Regions from separate parts of the Mus musculus genome. Here region 1 is linked to region 2. Evidence: chromatin contacts called from public Hi-C data. All regions are on one chromosome and are shown on one strand. The core of a region is the stretch at or near the end of the contact, and the rest is flanking DNA. Distances in the headings are between cores, read along the strand shown. Region 1 overlaps Col4a2 (collagen, type IV, alpha 2). Region 2 overlaps Gm15418 (a long non-coding RNA gene).

Evidence for each region. Hi-C and Micro-C count contacts between places; a contact is called where the count stands out from the background.
Region 1: a contact with region 2 is called in a Hi-C map of cortical neurons, with 2.6 times the contacts expected there. The contact joins two enhancer-like sites. A contact is called at or near these places in 9 of 39 promoter capture datasets (3T3-L1-derived adipocytes, the HPC-7 cell line, embryonic stem cells and 5 more), 1 of 484 Hi-C or Micro-C datasets (cortical neurons) and 2 of 115 datasets of contacts at active chromatin or transcription factors (embryonic stem cells and extraembryonic endoderm stem cells).

Annotation. Positions count from the first base shown.
Region 1 is chr8:11,381,195-11,383,894 of GRCm38.p6, reverse strand. The region is part of intron 4 of Col4a2 (collagen, type IV, alpha 2); the gene reads right to left. Among named protein-coding and RNA genes, the nearest start is that of Gm46030, 42 kb to the right of the region's middle. Within about 2 kb of position 1,369, at least 133 of the 459 cell types and tissues checked have an H3K27ac peak or open chromatin away from gene starts, as enhancers often do. A contact at or near this core is called in cortical neurons, where this site is marked.
Region 2 is chr8:11,191,477-11,194,176 of GRCm38.p6, reverse strand. All of the region lies in intron 1 of Gm15418 (a long non-coding RNA gene), which reads right to left. Among named protein-coding and RNA genes, the nearest start is that of Gm15418, 5.1 kb to the right of the region's middle. Within about 2 kb of position 1,351, at least 6 of the 459 cell types and tissues checked have an H3K27ac peak or open chromatin away from gene starts, as enhancers often do. A contact at or near this core is called in cortical neurons, where this site is marked.

The DNA of each region.
Region 1 (2,700 bases), core at 120-2,619, 190 kb before region 2:
TGTAATGAAGCCATGCCATGCTAACTTGGTTGATGGCTTCCAACTGCCACCCTCTCTGGGCCAGATATGTCTGCTTCCACGCACCAGTGATGGTGAATTCCTCCATTCCATTTCTAAGCAATGGTGACTCCAGACTCTCTGAAATCCCCACTTCTTCACTGATGCTATTTAAATTGGCAATGTGTTTCCCCATGGCAAACCCAGTCTCTTCCTTATCATGTAAAATGGCCAGGGAAATGAATTTCCAAGGAGGGGCCAGGAAGAGGACACAGAGGGAAAAGGAGTAAAACCTGCGTAGATTCAGTCTTTTGTGTTCTAAGAATAGCATCAAAGCCTCTGGCCAGCAGCTGATCATCCTAGAGGCCTGATGGTTGTCAGGCTTGCCAGTGTGGACAGCTCTTTTCTTAGGCTAAGGCTGCTCTTAAGCTGGTAGCGGCCTCTCTTCTCAACTCATCAGAGAGTTGCTGAAGTCTCGCTTTAGAGATCTCCTACTGAACTCAAAAGTCAAATAAAAAAAAAAAGAAATTAGTGACTGTGAAAAAAAAATAAGCTTGAGGAGTGAGTCTCATGCCCTCCATTCTCCCTCAACTTCTAAATCCAGCACGGATCTCACCCCAGCCCACTCCCTCCCATCTCCACCAAGGACCATTTATACACCGGGAAGCCAGGAGGCTCATTGCAGTCTCCCTCTGTCCTCTCACCTGATTCCCTCTGCTACACTTCCCTAAGTGGCAGTCCAAGTCTAGGCCAAGACTTCTGGCTTCCAGCTTTGATTTACTCCCCAAATGTCTTGTCTGCCTTGCCAAGATTGTGAAATATGCCACCTACACTGTTCTTAAAAAGTAAAAAGAGCTCAATGCTTTACTAATGGAAAATATGTATCCGTCACTAAGTGGGAAGGAGAAATAGAAACTCATTTGTAATCTCTCTCTCTGCTTTCTCTCTCTCTCTGCTCTCTCTCTCTCCTCTCTCAGCTCTCTCTCTCTCTGCTCCCCCCCCCCCCCCACACTAAGCAAGCTCCCACAAACAAAGAGCCCATCCCTAATGACCCATTTGAATGAATGACAGATCTGGAACACAGAGGCAAAGGATAGCTCAGGACACTGTGGGGGTGGCTTTTTGGTTCCGGGTCAGCACAGGCCACCTCTCTGTGGACCTGCCTGGCAGAGCTCTGCTGGGAGCAGCATCCAAGACTCCTGTGACGCATCTCTGAGTGACCAGCATGGGAGCCTTATCTCCAGACAGACAACTGTGGGGGTGGATAGACAGCTGGCTCGGGGAATGTTTCCAAAGCCCTCCGACTGTCATGTACCGTTAGCAGGGCTCCCTGCACGCTTGGCAGGCTTGCTCCAGCTGGAGCGGCTTTATGCCCAAGGATGGTAAGACCGTGGGTAACTTGCATTAGTCATGTTGGTCAGCCTGTGGCTGGCAAGGCTCAGGACTTGGAGAATTCAGGGGCTTGGCTTGAACCAAAAAATAAAACCACAGAACATTCTCGCATTTACAAGGTCGCTTCTCTGAGATCTGCTTGTGCAGTTTACAGACCTGTTCTTAAGGAACAGCAGATCTAAGGCTGATGTCATTGCGTTCTCACCTGCCGGCAGCGACTGCCTGCTGTGCTCTCTCTCAAGAGAAGTGGGGTGGAAGGGAAATTCCTATCGTGACTTTGAATGGATTTCTGATGGAATTCAATTACAAGATGTTCAGGACTTATCGTCTGGGATTACTGGCAGAGTTTAGGAAAGGGATGGGAAGGGCTGAACTCAGCTGGTACAGCGAGTGCCTAGCGTGTAGTGCACGAAGTTCCTGTGAAGAGCCGTCCTTGCATATGTATGTAAGATGTTAAAATGTATAAATTAAACATGAAAAGGGGATGGAGCACTGTGGTATTCCCCTAAGGCAAAGGGCATGCTCTCTGCCCACAGACCTTCTGCTTGGCCAGATCTCATCATGCCTGGGGTTCCTACCTCAGAGGAAGGGCAAGTAAGTCCCCAGATGAGTGGTTTGGGAGATCCGGGGTGTGGCAGGAGCTGAAGGCTTCCCATCTCCAACCTGTGGTCTTCTGAGACCATCTTGACCCTCTGACTGCAGGAGCAGAGCAACTTCTGTGTGTACCTTCCCAACCTCTAGGCTAGCTGGTGAGTGAGGAAAGGAAGGATGGTGTCACACCCTCATGGGACCGCAGACTGACGAATGGGCTGAGGGCGAGTGAGGAGAGTGGGGCAGAGCCCACAGACTGACGAGGCCCCAAAATGGTGGCACACCCCTGGTTCGAAACTCACGAGTGTTCAGTAAACCAACCCCCTGACACCTTCTCTTACTTAGCATGGCAGCTTCCCATCACAGGTAAAAGAGAAGCAACTTGTTTCTACATGGAGGAAACCCTGGGTCTGCAGGGCTCCCCGAAGCTGTCTCTCTGGGCCATTGTAGGGAGAATGCTGGCCAACCTGGCATCCTCTTAGCCAGTGACTTGAGCTCTAATTTCCTAGGAGACATGTGCTGGCCCTGTGGAGGAAACAAGGGCTTTGGTTTTTTTGTAAACTGACCTTGCAGGGTTCTCCTGCTCCCTGGTTGTCTCTTTCCCTGTGCATTTCTAGCAGGCTGTGGCGATTCCCTGTGTGCCTTTAAACTCCATGGTTTCATTTTGACCTGTGTTTGAATGAGCTTTTAACTGACAACCAAATCTAGGAGAGCAAGTGG
Region 2 (2,700 bases), core at 102-2,601:
CTTATAGGCAGCCTCTCTTCCTCACCTCCTCCCCCTCCTCTCCCCTCCTCCTCCCCTTCTCTCCCTCCTCCCCCTCCTCCTCCTTTCTCTTCTTCCCCCTCTCTCTCTGTCTCTGTCTCTGTTTCTGCCTTTCTCTGTCTCTACTACCCCTTCAATACCCCCATGCCCTAAATAAACTCTATTCTATACTATACAGTGCTCCCTCAGGGGATAGGATGCCTCAGCACGGGCCCACAGAGGGAGCCCCTTCCCCCACACCATACAGCGCCTCCACCAAACACATCCCTGGCTTTGCTCTCTCTCTCTCTCTCTCTCTCTCTCTCTCTCTCTCTCTCTCTCTCTCTCTCTCTCTCATTCTTCTTCCTTCCTTTTATAAAACACAACAGTAACTATGTTGATTTTTCTTTTTTCTTTTTGATTGATTTATTTTATATATATGAGTACACTGAAGCTGTCTTCAGACAGACCAGAAGAGGGCATCAAATCCCCCATTGCAGATGGTTGTGAGCCACCATGTAGTTGCTGAGAATTGAACTCAGGACCTCTGGAAAAGCAGTCAGTGCTCTTAACCACTGAGCCATCTCTCCAGCCCCCTATATTGATTTTCCAGTGAATCGGTTTTTGTTGTTGTTTCGTGGATTTTTTTCTCTGCTTCCAATTTCATTGATCTGCAAGGCCCAGTGGCACATGACTGTTAATCCCAATGCCACGGAGGCTGAGGTAGGGGGATCATGAGCTCAGGTCCTGCTGGAGTTACGGAGTGAGCTCTTGATTTGAAATATTTTTCTTTGAATTTTTCTCCTGCCTTTATAATTTCCTTTCGTGTCTTTGCTTTGCATTTATTCTGCCCCCCTTTTCTAACTTCGTACACTGGAAGCCTGTTTGAGACTTCCTGCTTTCATATACGTGCTGGTCGTCCAAAATACTTTTCCGTGTGTAGACTAGCTGCGTCCCATCGCTTGATTCCATTTACATTCAGTCTAAAGTAATAGCTCGTTTACTTTGATCTATGGTCTATCTGGAATGTGTTGTTTGTCTCTCAGCCTGGTGGGGTCGGTCCCCTGTGGGAGTTCTTGTTTTAGTATCTGGTTTCATCATGATTTCATTCTGACCACAGAATAAACAACTCCTGACTTCCATGGTTTTGCAAATATATGTTCAAGCTCCTTTTATAACTCAGGGTATGTCCTTTCTTGGTAAACTTCCTTTGTGTAACTGAAGATATGGGTCCAATTAGTGTTGGATACATACAGCCCTGTGTGTTCTTTACCCGGCATTTGCATCATGTCTGTAGAGGAGAGATGGAGTCTCCAGAGGGCTGCTCTTTATCTTTTCTTGCAGCTGAAGCAGTTCCTACTCTCTCTGACCAGCTCAGTGCAAGGCATGCCCACTCTCGATGTCTCCTGTCTCTCTGATGAGCTGACTTTTCTCCTGGCTCCAGGCACGGAGTCACGTCTCATCACTGTTCAATTTTGAAACAGCTATTTCTTTGGATTGGTGTTTTACCAGTGTGGTGTTTCTGGGTTATTTTTTGTTTTAATTCTGACAATACAATTGCATTTGAAGTGAGATTTTTGTAGACAACATATGGCTGTATCATGTTTTCCAAATCTGTTCTGGCAATCTCCTTCTTAACTGATGTGATAGACTGCATTCATGTTTAATTATTGTTATATTTGGATTTGTGTCTCAGTTTTTGTTTACTTTTTATTTGCTACCCCTGAGATTTAGTTCTTCTCTCCTGTTTTGTGTGTGTGTGTGTGTGTGTGTGTGTGTGTGTGTGTGTGTGACATTTCCAGCATGCTGTTTTAACCCACCTTCTGCGGCTTGTCATGTTGACATATTTTTAAAACAGAAGTAAAGAATAGTTGAATTTGGTTTGAGTTTGGTTTGAGGCAGGACTGCATTATGTATTCCAGGCTGGCCTAGAACTCAACATGTGGTGGAGAATCGCCTCAAATTTGCAGCAATTCTTCTGCCTCAGCTTCCAAGGTGCTACGATTGCAGGAGTGACCTCCAGAATAATTTAAAATTTGCGGGATATTTCTCACTTTTGTTTTCTCCCTTCATTCCAAATATTTATTTCTAGAACCGACATGCTTGGTGGCTCAAGAACTTCCTTTAGAGCAAGCAGGTCTGCAGGGCAGGATGAGTCTGGTTTCTTGTCAGCTGAAAATGTCCTTACTGCGTGTTCCTGGAAGATTGCATTGTGACATCTCGTTCCTCTCAGTCATTCCCCACTGCCATTTCCTTCCCTTCGTCTGGGCCCCGCGTCAGGCGAGACCCTGCAATCTTCCAGGCGCTCACCCTCAGAAGAGCACAATGCTCCCTGGCTTCCTGTACTGTTCCTTGCTGACTCTGCTCAGTTTTCCCATAATTGATCACACTACACCTTGATACGGATCTGGTCTCTTTGAGCTTCTGAATCCATAGGTTTGTGCCTTTCTTCTGTGTCGAAGCCTTTCTGCTCTTGGTCATGGGAGCCCAGTTGCTGGGGTAGGTTCCAGGCTGCACTTTCTGCTCCGCGTGTGGGGTGTATGTTGATGCCTGGTCGCCTTTGGCAGTGCTGTCCAGGTCTGTCCTGAGAGAGCTAATCTAGAGGAAAGCTTACTAGATCCTAGTTGTGGAGCCTCATCTGCTGGGCCCAGGTGAGGTCCTTGTTCATGACATGGCTAACGACAGTGTATGGAAGTATGCTTG